4 separate regions of the Mus musculus genome follow, and regions 2, 3 and 4 are each linked to region 1. The links are chromatin contacts, called in public HiChIP or PLAC-seq and Micro-C maps. All regions are on one chromosome and are shown on one strand. Each heading gives the region's core, a stretch centred on a gene start, on an enhancer-like site or on the middle of the called end of the contact. The rest is flanking DNA. Distances are from core to core; before and after follow the strand shown.

The links. A called contact is a pair of places that touch in the nucleus more often than the background predicts. HiChIP or PLAC-seq counts read pairs in DNA pulled down with a chosen protein or histone mark.
Region 2: a contact with region 1 is called in a Micro-C map of embryonic stem cells, with 6 times the contacts expected there. The contact joins the promoter of Irf2 here to the promoter of Helt in region 1. A contact is called at or near these places in 6 of 39 promoter capture datasets (the C10 cell line, embryonic stem cells, neural stem cells and 1 more), 26 of 484 Hi-C or Micro-C datasets (differentiating embryonic stem cells, embryonic stem cells and stem cell-derived epiblast-like cells), 7 of 115 datasets of contacts at active chromatin or transcription factors (all in embryonic stem cells) and 1 of 9 other capture datasets (embryonic stem cells).
Region 3: an H3K27ac HiChIP or PLAC-seq map of embryonic stem cells shows a contact between it and region 1, with 2.7 times the contacts expected there. The contact joins the enhancer-like site here to the promoter of Helt in region 1. A contact is called at or near these places in 3 of 484 Hi-C or Micro-C datasets (the Ba/F3 cell line, embryonic stem cells and palatal mesenchyme) and 1 of 115 datasets of contacts at active chromatin or transcription factors (embryonic stem cells).
Region 4: a contact with region 1 is called in an H3K4me3 HiChIP or PLAC-seq map of embryonic stem cells, with 29 read pairs. The contact joins the enhancer-like site here to the promoter of Helt in region 1. A contact is called at or near these places in 4 of 39 promoter capture datasets (the C10 cell line, hippocampal neurons, liver and 1 more), 1 of 15 datasets of contacts at CTCF or cohesin (the NIH/3T3 cell line), 2 of 484 Hi-C or Micro-C datasets (embryonic fibroblasts and embryonic stem cells), 4 of 115 datasets of contacts at active chromatin or transcription factors (all in embryonic stem cells) and 3 of 9 other capture datasets (adipose tissue, liver and pancreatic islet).

Annotation. Positions count from the first base shown.
Region 1 is chr8:46,293,100-46,296,351 of GRCm38.p6, reverse strand. It overlaps Helt (helt bHLH transcription factor), which reads left to right and starts at 1,681. Exons shown (of 4, transcript NM_173789.4): 1 at 1,681-2,328; 2 at 2,763-2,867; 3 at 3,088-3,184. The coding sequence starts at 2,302.
Region 2 is chr8:46,738,181-46,741,432 of GRCm38.p6, reverse strand. Irf2 (interferon regulatory factor 2) reads right to left here and starts at 1,688. Exons shown (of 9, transcript NM_008391.4): 1 at 1,497-1,688. Gm16675 (predicted gene, 16675) reads left to right here and starts at 1,918. Exons shown (of 3, transcript NR_045750.1): 1 at 1,918-2,271.
Region 3 is chr8:46,685,175-46,688,426 of GRCm38.p6, reverse strand. No RefSeq gene overlaps it. Among named protein-coding and RNA genes, the nearest start is that of Gm31111, 7.8 kb to the right of the region's middle. Within about 2 kb of position 1,681, at least 439 of the 459 cell types and tissues checked have an H3K27ac peak or open chromatin away from gene starts, as enhancers often do. A contact at or near this core is called in the Ba/F3 cell line, embryonic stem cells and palatal mesenchyme, where this site is marked.
Region 4 is chr8:46,572,425-46,575,676 of GRCm38.p6, reverse strand. It overlaps Cenpu (centromere protein U), which reads right to left. Exons shown (of 13, transcript NM_027973.4): 9 at 2,847-2,925; 10 at 2,197-2,244; 11 at 1,767-1,828. Primpol (primase and polymerase (DNA-directed)) reads left to right here. Exons shown (of 15, transcript NM_001001184.2): 15 at 1-94. Among named protein-coding and RNA genes, the nearest start is that of Cenpu, 22 kb to the right of the region's middle. Within about 2 kb of position 1,491, at least 26 of the 459 cell types and tissues checked have an H3K27ac peak or open chromatin away from gene starts, as enhancers often do. A contact at or near this core is called in embryonic stem cells, where this site is marked.

The DNA.
Region 1 (3,252 bases), core at 432-2,931:
AAGACTGGGGCACCCTAGTGTGCTCGGTGCAAACCGATTCCACACCCTCCAGGCACCGGAAGGTTGGCGGCTGCTTTCCAGAAGTCCTGCATCTCACAGCTAGCTTTGCGCCCCGGAGCTTCCTAGGTGCTGCAGGGACCCACCCTGCCTACCTACCTACCTACCTACCTCTGGCAAGGGACTGGCACTCCCCAAAGGGATAAGCCTTGGGCCTGCTGTTGTCTAGCAGAATAGAGAGAATTTACTCCACGGTGGGGGGCAAAGGGACTAAGGCGACACTTGAAGGGTGGTTTTCCTTGTTCCCAGATGAGAAAGATTGGGAACAGATGAGAACTTGCTGACTCTGGAATAAAGTCATAAAGCAAAGGTCATTTTTATTGTTTTTATATGAAGGAAAGCTCGCCCCCTCCACCACCCCCCACATGCCCAGAGGCAGCAATGAGAGGTTGGTTGGTAGAGGTCTGGGGCTGTACAGCAGGCTCAAGGCAAAGACACAGCGAGCAAAGAGAGAGAGTTCCCAGGAACTGCCACCCCCTCCTTCCCTCTGGGCCTGTCCAGTAAGTTTCCTTCTGAGTTTCTGTCCGTCTCTTCCCTCCCCCCCCCCCATATTTCGCTTTCTAAAACCATAAAAAAGAGATCAAATTCCCTAACTTCACGGGACCCTTTTCAGTGACAAATATTGATGCCCAAAGTGTCTGCGCTCTCCCGCCCCCAAACGTTAAGAAAAGGCGCCCGCGAGAGGGGGACATAAAAAGTTAACAATGCTGTGAAAATATGTTTGCAAAAAATAGACAATCGTTGGATTAAACGTATTCAAGTATGAAATAATGCCTTTTTGTGTCAAAACTTGGGCGATGGGCGGGTACAAAAGTTCCCTGTGGCAGCTACTTGCTCCCTTTGTGAGCTGTGCGCTTTGGCGTCTCCACTTGGGCGCATTACCCAGAGCCCTCTAAGCGCGATTGTTTCTCCCTTTCTAATGACATTTACCGGATCAAAACATGCTGTTAATTCGATCAGAAGGCTTCACCCTCCCTGACAAAGCCACAATAATTTCTCCTGAAGTTTGTTAAATTGACCAAAATTAGGCAAATGAATAGGGGTCTGTAGGCGCCCCCTCATGCAGGTGACGGCGCATAATGCTCGCCTGGGCCAGCTGCATTCTCCCTTTTCTTCTCGGCCCACTCTCCTCTGTGTTGCCCCAATCCTCCCACCCCCCTCACACACACACACACACACACACACACACACACACACACACACACACACACACACCCGCCTGTCTGTCCTCCACCCCACTCTTGGCATTATTAAAATTTAGCCCAATGAAACTATTCATACTTTTCAATGGACATTTTCCTATAGGATAATAGGCTACAAATTGAGCCTCTTCCCCCCGCGAAGAGAGAGCCGGAGGGGGGAGAAAAGAAAGCAGAGGATTTGGTCAGAGACTGGGGCGGGGGGAGGAGAGAGTCGCGTGCCAAAGGCCCGCGGGAGGGGCGAAGCGAGGCGGGAGCCTCGTGTGCCAGCCGCAGCCCCACACCTGCCGGGATGTCCGGACAAATAAAGCGGTGTAAACAAAAAGGGGGGAGACGGACGTGTCACCAAGTCGTGTGAGAAAAGCCTGGGAACAAACGGGGCGCCTCCGTCTCCAGAAGCTCTCCCTTGAACCCGGCGGAACAGCCTATTAAAGGCTTACTTAATTACTTTAATGACTCTGGACAGGCTTTAAAACGCACTCGGCGCTGGGACCGCGGGCTTGCTGGGATTTGTAAACAGGCGATCGTGTGAGACTCAGCGGTGGGACTAAAGGAAGCGACGCTGTTTTGTGAAGGTCCTCGCCCCCCGGTGCCCGCAGCCACTGCGCCCCTGCGCTCTGCGCCGGCTAAGAGTGCAGGCGCTCGCTGGTCCGCCGGCTCCAGTTTCTCGCCCCCTCTTCCTGAGGTGCCTGTTGCCATGCAAATGTTATTCCTGGACGAATCACGTGTCCTTTGAAGAGCCACGTGGATTAACAAAGCTGATCTGCCCCCACCTCGCCCCCCTCGGCTGCTAAAAATTTTTTTGTCAACTTCTTTAAAACTGACCTTGAATGCATACATGCTCCAAACGCAGAACTCCTAATCCTATGGAATAATTCAGCGCGTGAGAATGCACTTGCAGTCCTAGATGGCTGCTTTATAAAGGGAGCCCCCTCGGACCTGGGAGGCTGCAGTCTACCTGGAACACTTGAAGAGGCACACGAGGTGGAACGTGGACGAGTGCCTCGCGCCACCGCCTCTGCCGAGGGCGCGCACGCACACCAGAATGTCTGACAGGCTCAAGGAACGCAAAGTGAGTTCCTTGCGCTCTGGTGGTGGAAGAGTGTGACTCACCAACTAACCTGACATCTGGCTGGATAGATGACTAAGATGTGCCACCCAGAACTTTAAGTGTGGAGAAATCCAGAGTGGTTTGGAAAGGGAACAGAGACTGGAAGGAGAGTCCTTGATTGGAGACAGCTCACTCTGGGAGGCGGGTGGCCACGTCCCAGAGCCTTGGCACTTAGCTTGGCCTTGGCAGGGATGTGTAGGGAAGTTGAACGGCAAGAGAGCCAGCCAGCACGGACACAGAGCTCTGAGTCCGGGGACACAGAGCTCTCTTGGTCTAGTGTGGCGGGGCAGGGGTCTCTTCGGGTTGGCGAATTAGTGACCCTTGTAACACAGAAGCTTTGCCTTGGATGACTCCTTGGGCGAAGCCATCTTAAATGCAAAACTTTCTGTTTACAGAGAACCCCGGTTTCTCATAAAGTGATAGAAAAGAGAAGGAGGGACCGAATTAACCGCTGCTTGAACGAGCTGGGCAAGACAGTCCCTATGGCCCTGGCGAAACAGGTAACGTTTGTGGTGCTGGGTACTCCCCCACTGTCACTCTCTGCAGAGTCCCCAAAGTCTCTACAGACGCTGCTGGCCTAAGAGAACTCGCCCCACTCTGGGCGGCAGTAGCCTCTCTGACGCCAGCATCTTCCTGGCTGCTCCCCTACAGAAGACAGAGAGCATGTGCGTGGGTCTGCTGTGGATGGGCCGCCTCTAAGCTCCTGTGGGGTTTTTGCAGAGTTCCGGGAAACTGGAGAAGGCGGAGATCCTGGAGATGACAGTGCAGTACCTCAGAGCTCTGCATTCCGCGGATTTTCCCCGGGGAAGGGAAAAAGGTGGGCATTGATTCAGGCAAAGGAAACCTGACTGGGGAGAGTATGCCTCGCGGGAACCTAGGGTCTGA
Region 2 (3,252 bases), core at 439-2,938, 450 kb before region 1:
CTCGCGGCGGAGGCTACTAGCCTCCTTCCCTTCCCTGCTCCTAAGGGGCGAGGGACTGAGGGTGGCAAACGGTCCGAGAGCCGGGGCCCAGCGGACAGCGTCCGGGGAGCCGGGGCCCTGAGCTCTCGCGAAGGCTTCCCGGGCCGCTCAGGGGAGCCGGCCCCCAAGGCCGAGCGACAGGGACTAGCTGGGCACCGCGATTGGCCGCGGCCCGCATCGCTCGCCCAGAGAGCCGGGCCGGCGGGGCGGAGAGGAAGTGGTGGCTGCCGCTCTGCACCAACCATGTTCGGCCGGCGGGCGAATGTCACCCGGCGCCCGGAGCGGGTCGGAGGGCACAGGGCGGGCACTCATTCCCACCACGTCCCGGAGACCCCAAGCGTTCGTCAGCCTCACCCCCAACCCCATGCTAGCCCGCCGGGCGCCGCTCGGTCCCCGGAGGTTCCCCGCCCCCACACCTCGCCCGTTCCGTAGCCAAGGCGGGTCGGGGCCCAGCGCGCCAGGCCGGCCCCGGGGGCGCCCGCGGGGACCCGGAGGCACTCGCAGCTAGGCCGCGCCGGGGTGGGTGACCCCTGAGCGCGGAGCCCTCCGGGGACGCGCCTCCGAGGCGCCTCACGCGCTGGGACAAGTGCAGTGACAAAGCCCGGAGGCCAGGCCAGACGCTGGCCGGCGGGGAGGAGGACGCGACGTTCCTGGCGTGTGGCGGCGGCCCAGTCCCCAGGAAGCCGGGCGCGCCGGCCAGGCCCGCGCCCAGCCGCGCGCGGAGCCCGCCCGGCCCGAGTGTCCACTGGCACCAGACGCCGGTCACCCGACCCCAAGCCCCGCGGGCGAGCGCATCCTGGGACCGCCTTAGGGCAGCCTTCAAGTTTACAGTGGTCACTGCCCGGGCACGGGCATCTAGGGACCGCGGGTGCCAGTCTATTTACACCAGAGACCGCCGGGAAAGAAGGGCCGCTGGGCACCGAGAAGAACCCGGTTCCCTTCCTCGGACCTGGTGGCGACAGTGTCTGTAAACACTCATACACATACAACACACACACACACACACACACACCAATTTTATTTTAAATGAGGCCGGACTCCAACGGACCTGTACCCACAACACACGACACCTGGAGCGCAGAATCACACAGAGCAGATCTGTGTCCATGGAGCCACCTCTTCTCATCTGCAAATCCAAAAGTGAAATTAAACCTTCACTAACCTCCTCCTCCTCCCTCTCTACCTCCTCCTCTTTGCAGCCTCAGCAGCCCCAGTACCAGCGGCAACAGCAGCAGACCCCTGCTTCCCCTAAAATCAGATGATCCATAACTGCGCCGACTCTTCCTCCAAAAATCGGTATTAATATTTATGAACCCCGGCATTTTTCCGTCTGCAAAACATCGTGTCAAAGCATCAGGACGCACATACATACATAGCTCCTCCTGTCCCCGTCAACATGCCCTCGAGAGAAAACACACGCACAGCCACAACTATTATTTGAAAAAAAAAAATGTTACCTCTCAATGTGCTTTTTTTTTTCCACGCTACCAATACAATCCCGCAAGGTGTGAGTGTTGTTAGGGTGTGTAAAATGGAAATGAAAGCCCGTCAGTTGAATAATCGCAGGAGCAAAACTAAAAGTTAGTCCCCGGCTTGCCTGAGAACAGTCCAGATCGAAAGCAAAACAAGGAGAGGAAACTGCGAGGAGCCGAGGCTGGAAATCCCCCCCACCCCCGCCCTCTCCCGGCCCCGCTCCCTCCCTCGCTCCCCCTCCGCCCTCCTCCCTCCCCGCCCTTCCTCCCCAGTGTTTGTTTCAAGCTTGTGCAACCCGGAGGTGGAGGCAGAGGGAGGGCTCCAGCCGCCAGCCTGGAGGTGCGGAAGTTCGCCGCCGCTGTTCATTGGCGGCCGGCACGGCTTTCATCATTTCTCGGAAAAGTCAATTTCATTTTCACTTCCCCACGTCGCGGCTGCGGGGAGCAACAAGCGGCAGCGCGTGTGAGCGTGGGGATCGCGCCGAAGGGCGCGCGCTTTTCACCGGGGCCACGCTGGGACTGTGGGGCACCAGAAGTGGTGGACGGGGCGCTGGCTTGGGAGCTGGCCACCAGCTGGTGGTGGCCGTAGGGAAGGAAGGAGATGACCTGACTCTACATCCTACCTGAAGGGTGGAGATGGACCAGAGAGAGCCCCGGAAGCCTGGGGACCCTTCCCGACCTGTGGCTTAAGTGCTCAGAACCGCTGTGCACAGGCTGCATATACAAACTCATCTTGGAAAGTCGCCCGCTGCAAAGGAATGTAAGGAACGAAGTCAGCTGAAAAGACGGCATTACTTGTGCCCCTACTTTATTGGATCTCCTACTGGGGAACGGGGGGGGGGGGGGGGTTTGAGGGGGGTTGAAGGGCCAGCCTGGCACTCAGTGTGGAAGCTAGGATGGTTAGGAAGGCCTTCCCCTAGAAAGTCACTCTCCAAAGTTACTTCATGTCTTTGCCATAACCGGTCCAGTTCCTGCAAAATGCAAGGGTTTGAGTTACATGAACTTAAACTGTCTTGATTGGGACTGAACCTGGAGGGAACGCTGCCTGTTAACTCCTAAATTTGGCTGTCCTTATTGGTTGAACATCCTTGGCTGCTGTCCTCTGTGCTGTTCCGTGGAGACAATACTGAATGCAAGAAGAGGGCCCAGTACCTATGACAGGTGCAGCGGCCTATGGGCTCTACTAGGCCAGCTCGCTTGGAACCTCTTGCTGTTTGGTCACTTAACTTTAAAAGTATTCCCTTACATTTAGTTACACCTGCTTCTTGCCTGGCTTACAGTTTCCTCAGCCCACCACCTGCCTTCTCTAACCACTGGGGAAAGCATCCCACCCTAGGAGACTGTCACTATCTATGTGTAAACATCTGAAAAATAATTCTACCTCCTCTTTGCCATAGAATTAGTGGATTCCACAGACAGGGATAAAGGAAAGTATGCATGCCCTTGTAGAAGGAGAGCAGTGAGATTAAGGACCCTGTCTTGTGGCCTCAAAATAGATCCTTCCTGCACAGTGTCCTTTATTTCTCCCATAATAACACTGCACACTCCTTGCATTTATATTTCATATATCAGTAACCACAGGGATATACACACTGCATGGTAGTTGTATGTCTTTACCCACCAGGCACCTAAGTTAAAAGCCTAATAACCACAGGTCATTATTTTCTGGCTTTGTGTGTGTATGGGTGAGTGTGGTACATGTGTGCATGTGTGCATGTGTACTCACGGAGGCCAGAGTGTC
Region 3 (3,252 bases), core at 432-2,931, 390 kb before region 1:
CACTGATATCTGACTTGTCTTCTCCAAGATCTTCAGGCCCTTCCTAGATTCTCTAGCTTCACTCACCACCCTTAAATCATGATAAACATGTTTTGTTTTGTGACAATGTTTCTCTATGTAGCGCTGGCTGTCCTGGAACTCACTCTATACACTAGGCTGCCCTTGAACTCATAGAGATCTGCTTGGCTCTGCCTCTGCTGGGATTAAAGGCAGGCACGATAACCACCTCGCTATCATCAATATTTCAACTTTTTAATGTTTTTATCATGTGTGGGTTTCTGCCAGTGAGTACAGTGGCCAGAGGGACCAGCAGAGGATAATGATCTCCTGTAGCTGGAGCTACAAGTTGGACCTCAATCAGTCCTCTACAAGAGCAACAGGTGCTCTTAACCACTGAGTCATCTCTCCAACATTTATATCTTAACTAGCATTTCTAGTTAATCTGACCTCTTATTACACAGTCCACATTATTTTTGTTTTAACCATCATCATATCATTATTAGCATCTCAATTTTAGGGTGTTTATGGAGAAGGAGCGTGTCCTTTTGAGTTGCTTTCACAAAACTATCAAGTACGGAGAGGAAGCATAGTGACTCACAGAGACTCCAGAATCAACAAACTAGGACATGCATCTTAAGCCCCCGACCCACCCATTTCCTCAACAGTGTCTTTTTATAAAGAAATGTATGCCCACTTTGAGTCACCTTTTTTGAATTTTTTAAAGTATGCTAGGCAAGTACTCTACCACTGAGCCCACCGCACTCACCCTTTAGCCCATTTCAATCTGAACTGGATGGGAATTGTAGTTCCTTAGAAATTACACCACACGCGCGCGCGCGCGCACACACACACACACACACACTTTCAGTTTTCCCTAAGTAGTATCTTCAAGACACATTAGTAGTAATAGGTTTTAAAAGATTAGAAAAAAAGGATTCCAGGCCAACACTAACAAAATCCTTAAAAACACCTGGTAAAGAAAGCACGCATACGTTTGCAGAATAAATTATCTGACAACTTATCTATAGTATTTTTATTTTTCACTAAAATGTCCGTGGTTTAAAGGGGGTGGGTGAAAGAAAAGAAAAGAAATGGTCACTAAACCACTATAACTCAGGATTGCTGGCCTGTCTCACTGATGATCTCTGACAAGTCCAAGGACTCGGCTGAATGACAAGAACAACAGCCAACCACCTGTAAGAGGACTGCCTGAAGGCGGAGCCAACGCCTCTCCCAGAAAGCAAGGTCTGTGCACACCAGAAAACGGGACAGATGCCGCCCTGTTATGGCTTGCTGTCCCCCTCTCCTCCCAGAAAAATACAAGCTAGTCCCAGTGACCTCCCAAAAAGACCCTAAATCCAGTAGTCAGCAAGGTTACTAACACTCCGGAAGTCCTTCGCAGGAAGTAAGGCTGCGCGGGCGGGGACACGATGCATCCTGGGAGATGTAGTCCACACTTGTGGCGCGCAGACGCAGTGGTAATGCAAGGTAGGCGTGCAGAACCCTGTGCGAGTTTAGTTTTCATTAATGATGTACTTTAAAAGGTATCAAAAAAAAGTCAGGTACTGGGGCCTAACGGCCTCGTTTCATATCACAGGGACAATCTATGAGTTCCTGCTAGACAGGAAGACTCGGTTTAGGAAGACAGTCCCTATCTAGTGGATCTGAAATAGATTGAGATAGCCCCCAAGTGGACAGTGAGGAGAAACCACATCTGTGCTATCAACAAACAGGTTGTTAAATCCAGGGAGGCAAGCCTTCCAAGGAGAGAAGTCCCACATCAGTCCCACTCTCTTTGAAATATAAGACTGCTATTGAAAATGTGTGTGTGTGTGTGTGTGTGTGTGTGTGTGTGTGTGTGTGTGTGTGTGTGTGTGCGCGCGCGCGCGCGCGCCAAAATCAAGATTAAAAAAGGTACCATCTGGAAGCTTAAACAGCAGAATGTTAAGATTAAGTTTTGGATCAAGAGATTACATTTCTGTTTCATGCATTTCATTATTTGGAAGGATAAAGAATCCCTTTTAGGTAGACTATGTCAAATGTAAAGCAAAGCATGTAGAATACATATTTTATACACCGGATATTTTCTACCATGTTATTTGAACATAATTTAAATTCATTCTCTCTCTCTCTCTCTCTCTCTCTCTCCTTCTTCTCCTTCTTCTTCTTCTTCTCCTCCTCCTCCTCCTCCTTCTTCTTCTTCTTCTCTCCTCCTCCTCCTCCTCCTCCTCCTCCTCCTCCTCCTCCTCCTCCTCCTCCTCCTCCTCCTTCTTCTTCTTCCCTCCTTTTTTTCTAATGGAACAACTCAGGAAAAAAAATTCTTTACAACGTGAATTCTAATTGTTGATAGCACTTGAACTATTAAGGATTTGTTAATATTATGTTTGTACTCTATGAGTTTGCTTAACTTGTTCTTTATTTCTTGTGTATTTTTTATAGATCCTTTAGGATTTTTTTCTTAATATGGACAACCTCGTCATCTTCAAATATAGTCTTTTTTATTTTTTCCAGCATGTGTGTTTTATATACTTTATTGCCTTGTTGCAATAGTTGGGACAGAAATGAGGGCAGTCACTACTGGCTTCTTCCTCGGATATAAAGAGAGAGCCGTTCAGTCTTTCCCAGAGGACTGGGTATTGACTATGGATTTGTTGTTATTGTTTCTCTGTTGTTATTGTATCTCTTTTACAGATATCCTAGGGGTTTTTTTGTTGTTTTTTTGTTTTTTGGTCTATTTTTAGGTTTCTGAAAGTTCTGAAAGTTACCGTCTAAGCTTGGTCAAATTCTTTTACTTGAAATGGTGGTGTGCTTTTGGGGTTGTTTTTGTGGTTGGTAGTGTTGATGTTGATTGACACACTTAGTTATATTGCTTGGTTTTTCAGAGTTCAAACAGGTCTTTCATCCCTAGGTTGAACACGGGGTAATGTTATTCCCATAAAATAAGTTAGAAGATACTTCCTCCTCTTTTCGTTCCTGTAGTTGTTTATGTACAATTTGTATCATTCTGTCTCCTGTTGATGCCATGGTTCTTTTCATGTATCAGTTTTGCTAGACTCACAGGACCCAGATATTTGGTCAAATGTTATAAATGTTTCTACTGAAGGTTTTTTTTGTTTTGTTTTGTTTTGTTTTGTTTTGTTTTGTTTTGTTTTGAGTCCTTTTGGTCTGTTTTTCTGCAGAAGTCTAATCTGTTATCTAAGCTTGGGGATTACTTTTTGTGACAGGGTCTCTTAATTTAGTTCTGGGCGATCT
Region 4 (3,252 bases), core at 242-2,741, 280 kb before region 1:
GCGAACTGCCTGTGTCTGAGGCTTAGTTTCTTCACCTATAAAAGAAAAGGGAATTTGCAAATAAAAATATAAAAAAAACCTAAGCTTGAATTGAAAAATAGTGTGTGTTTCTCGTGTTTTTCCCTCTGTTTGCTTTGTTTTATTTTGGTTGGTTGGTTAGTTGGTTGGTTTTTTATTTGTCTGTTCTCCTAAGGAGAAAGAAAGCATGGAGTTGGAGAGGTGAAGTGCGGGGGATCTGGGAGGAGACAAAAGTGGGGAAACCATGATCAGAATAAACTATGAAAACATTTTATTTTCAATTTTTAGAAAGAGCTCTTCACACCAAACAACTGAAGATTTCTCAGCAAACTGACGGCCACGGCCAGGATTGCATTCCCTGCCTTCCCTAGGGATGGGACGGGCTGTAACTAAGAGACGCCCCAGTGCCTCAGGCACCTCCTATGCAAAGTTTAAACCATCACACACTTTATCTTACTATGCATTTTCAAAATATTTGTCTGACTACAATTTCACCTAGAAAAGGAACTAAAAAGTCCAGTCTCAACACGTCTCAGTGGTCTCACACTGATGACGAGCTGAATAGAACAGCCTTATTATAGTTTAATTATAGAGCCATACAGTGACCTACCTCATGGAATCATATTGACTAAGCACGGGCCAACTGAATGACGTATTTAGGAAAAGTACCCTCCCATAAAGGAAGCTGTGAACTGTTACTGTCAATATTACTATATTACCCCACTTTTCCTGTTTTGGCCAAATCTGTAAATAACAGAATAGGCAACTAATTTGTCTCTCTCAAAATCCTGTGGCAGTCACTTAAAACCTAGTACTTAGCCCAGCAAGGTAGTGCCCACCTTTAGTCCCAGGACTCGGGAAGCACAGGTTGGTGAATCTACAAGAATTCGAGACCAGCCTGGTCTACAAATTAAGTTCCAGATCAGCTAGAGCTATACAGAGAAATCCTGTCTCAAAAAAACAAAACACAACCTAGTAATTTCAAGTGTTTACTGACAGATCGGAGGATCTGCTCAAGCCTTGTGCGACCACACCCATGTGGTCCTAGGAATTAACGCACTGCTGTTCATGCCAGGCAGGTGCTCTACCACTGAGCCACATCCCCAGCCTGTCCAAGCACTTTTAAAGCATCTTTAGAGTAGAGAGCGTGGCAAACTCTACTACACGAACGCCTCTGGCTCGCACTCCATACCTCAGAAGCCCAAAATGTACAGACAGACTACCACAGTGTGCACTAACCCCAGGGCATGGGGACTGCCCCCAACCCTAGACCTCAGAATAAGGACTGATGTGTCTCTGCAGAGTGTGTATTTCAACAGTCACTGAAGAGCCAGTGACCAGACTGACTTACATAGTAAAACCATCTATCAAAAAGTAAAATAAGCAAGCAAGCAACATAAACAGACCTCTCTGCCTGAGACCAGCAGACAACTGTGCCTAGGTTTACTCAGTGACTCACAGGACACCCTCTAAGGAACAGGTACAGTTACGCCCATATACACAGGAAGGGGCTGAGGCCCTGAACAGTCAGTGCCTCACTCAAGTCTGCAGTCAATGGTAGAGCCTGATTCAAGCTCCAGACAGTCTAATCCTATAGTCTATGTAGCTAAAGCTGTAATCAGACTGCCTGAGACCAGACCAGATGCTGAGAGTCAGAGCAGAGTTGACGGTCCTTACAGCACTCCCCTAAGTGACGAACGCTACTGCCCCTTTAGATGACTTCTCAGATAGAGCAGATATTACCTTACCGAATCAGTTCATCCTGGACTTCAATTAAACGCTGCCTTTTCTTTTCCATGTTGGCAATTATCTGAGCAATATAATAACGTACTTAGGTTAACATGGGAGAAGTTTCAGCACTTCAGCTAAGACTTTGGGTCCATGGACCCTCCTCTTGCCTCCCAGTTTGACTTGTTTAGCAGTTTCATTCACTACAGACCCAGGGGTAATCTTTTCTGTCTATGAGCTGTCTGGGGCTGGGGGGGGGGGTAACTTGGACTGACAAAAGGCTAACAGAGATCCCCATTCCTCAGTGTCCATTAACATTACAAAAGCAATTAAAAACCTGACCAAGCCCACAAAAGCCCTTATAAAACTGCAGGTCACAAAACTACCAGCAAGTGTTTCCTTACTCCCCTGGTTCATAGCCCATGACTCACTAAGAGATTTGGCGATTACCTTGGTGTTCTTCATTTTCAGGGCTTTTAACATCTGGGCTTCTTTAAGCTACAACGACAACAAAATAAAGTATATCTCATTTTCCAAGATGAACTGTATAAAGATCCACATGAGAAGGCCTTTGGGAGACACCAGTTGGTAAACCGCCTGTCACAAAAGCAAGAGGACCCAAGCTTGGATCCTGGCACTGGCACATTTGGATTTTATGAGGGGCTGGTGGGGATGAGTGGGTCCTTGTGGTCCAGCTGAGCTCACTGGCTGGCCAGCCTGGAGAAGCCAATGATCTTCAAGTTCAGTGAGACCTGTCTCAAACAGTAAGTTTTAGGGTGATTGGTGAAGTTACTCAGAGTGGGCCTCTGGCTTCCACATCCACACATGCACAGAAGGAAGTAAGAGGAGTTCTCACGTGTTTCTCGTCACAGAGCCAGCAAGTGCAAGCTGTTCTACAACCACAGGATCATGTCCAAACTTTAGTTTAAAACATTTTAGAGTAGCCAGGTGTATTGGTATCTGCCTTTCATTTCAGCACTTGGAGGGTAGAGGCAGGCAGATCTCTGTGAGTTTGAGACCAGCCAGGTCTACATAGTGAGTTCCAGGACAGCTAGGGATACATACAAAGACCCTGTCTCAAACAAATACAAGAAACTTACCATTCTGATGAGTTCTCCTTTCATTTTAAAATAAAACTTGTTGATGGCTTGATTACAACTTTCAGATTCTACTCTTTGCCTGTAAATTGATTTTTTAAAAAAGAGAGAAATGTACAGAGATCAGCCACACTGATCATGAGGGGAACAGGAAAACTACAGAGCAAGCCTATATCCACATCCACGCACTCGTGCACACAAGGTGGGCTGCAATGTGGTGGGGGGACAGTGTTGCACACATGCAATGTGGTGGGAGGCAGTGTTGCACACACACCTGTGCTTTCAGAGGCCAAGGGAGACAACCAGAGTCCTGCCCTGTCACACTCCTCAACCCCTGAGACTGGGTTTCCCATGAAACCGTCTTCAGTCTTTGCAGCCCTTATGTCTCTGCCCTGCACAGCACTGAGTT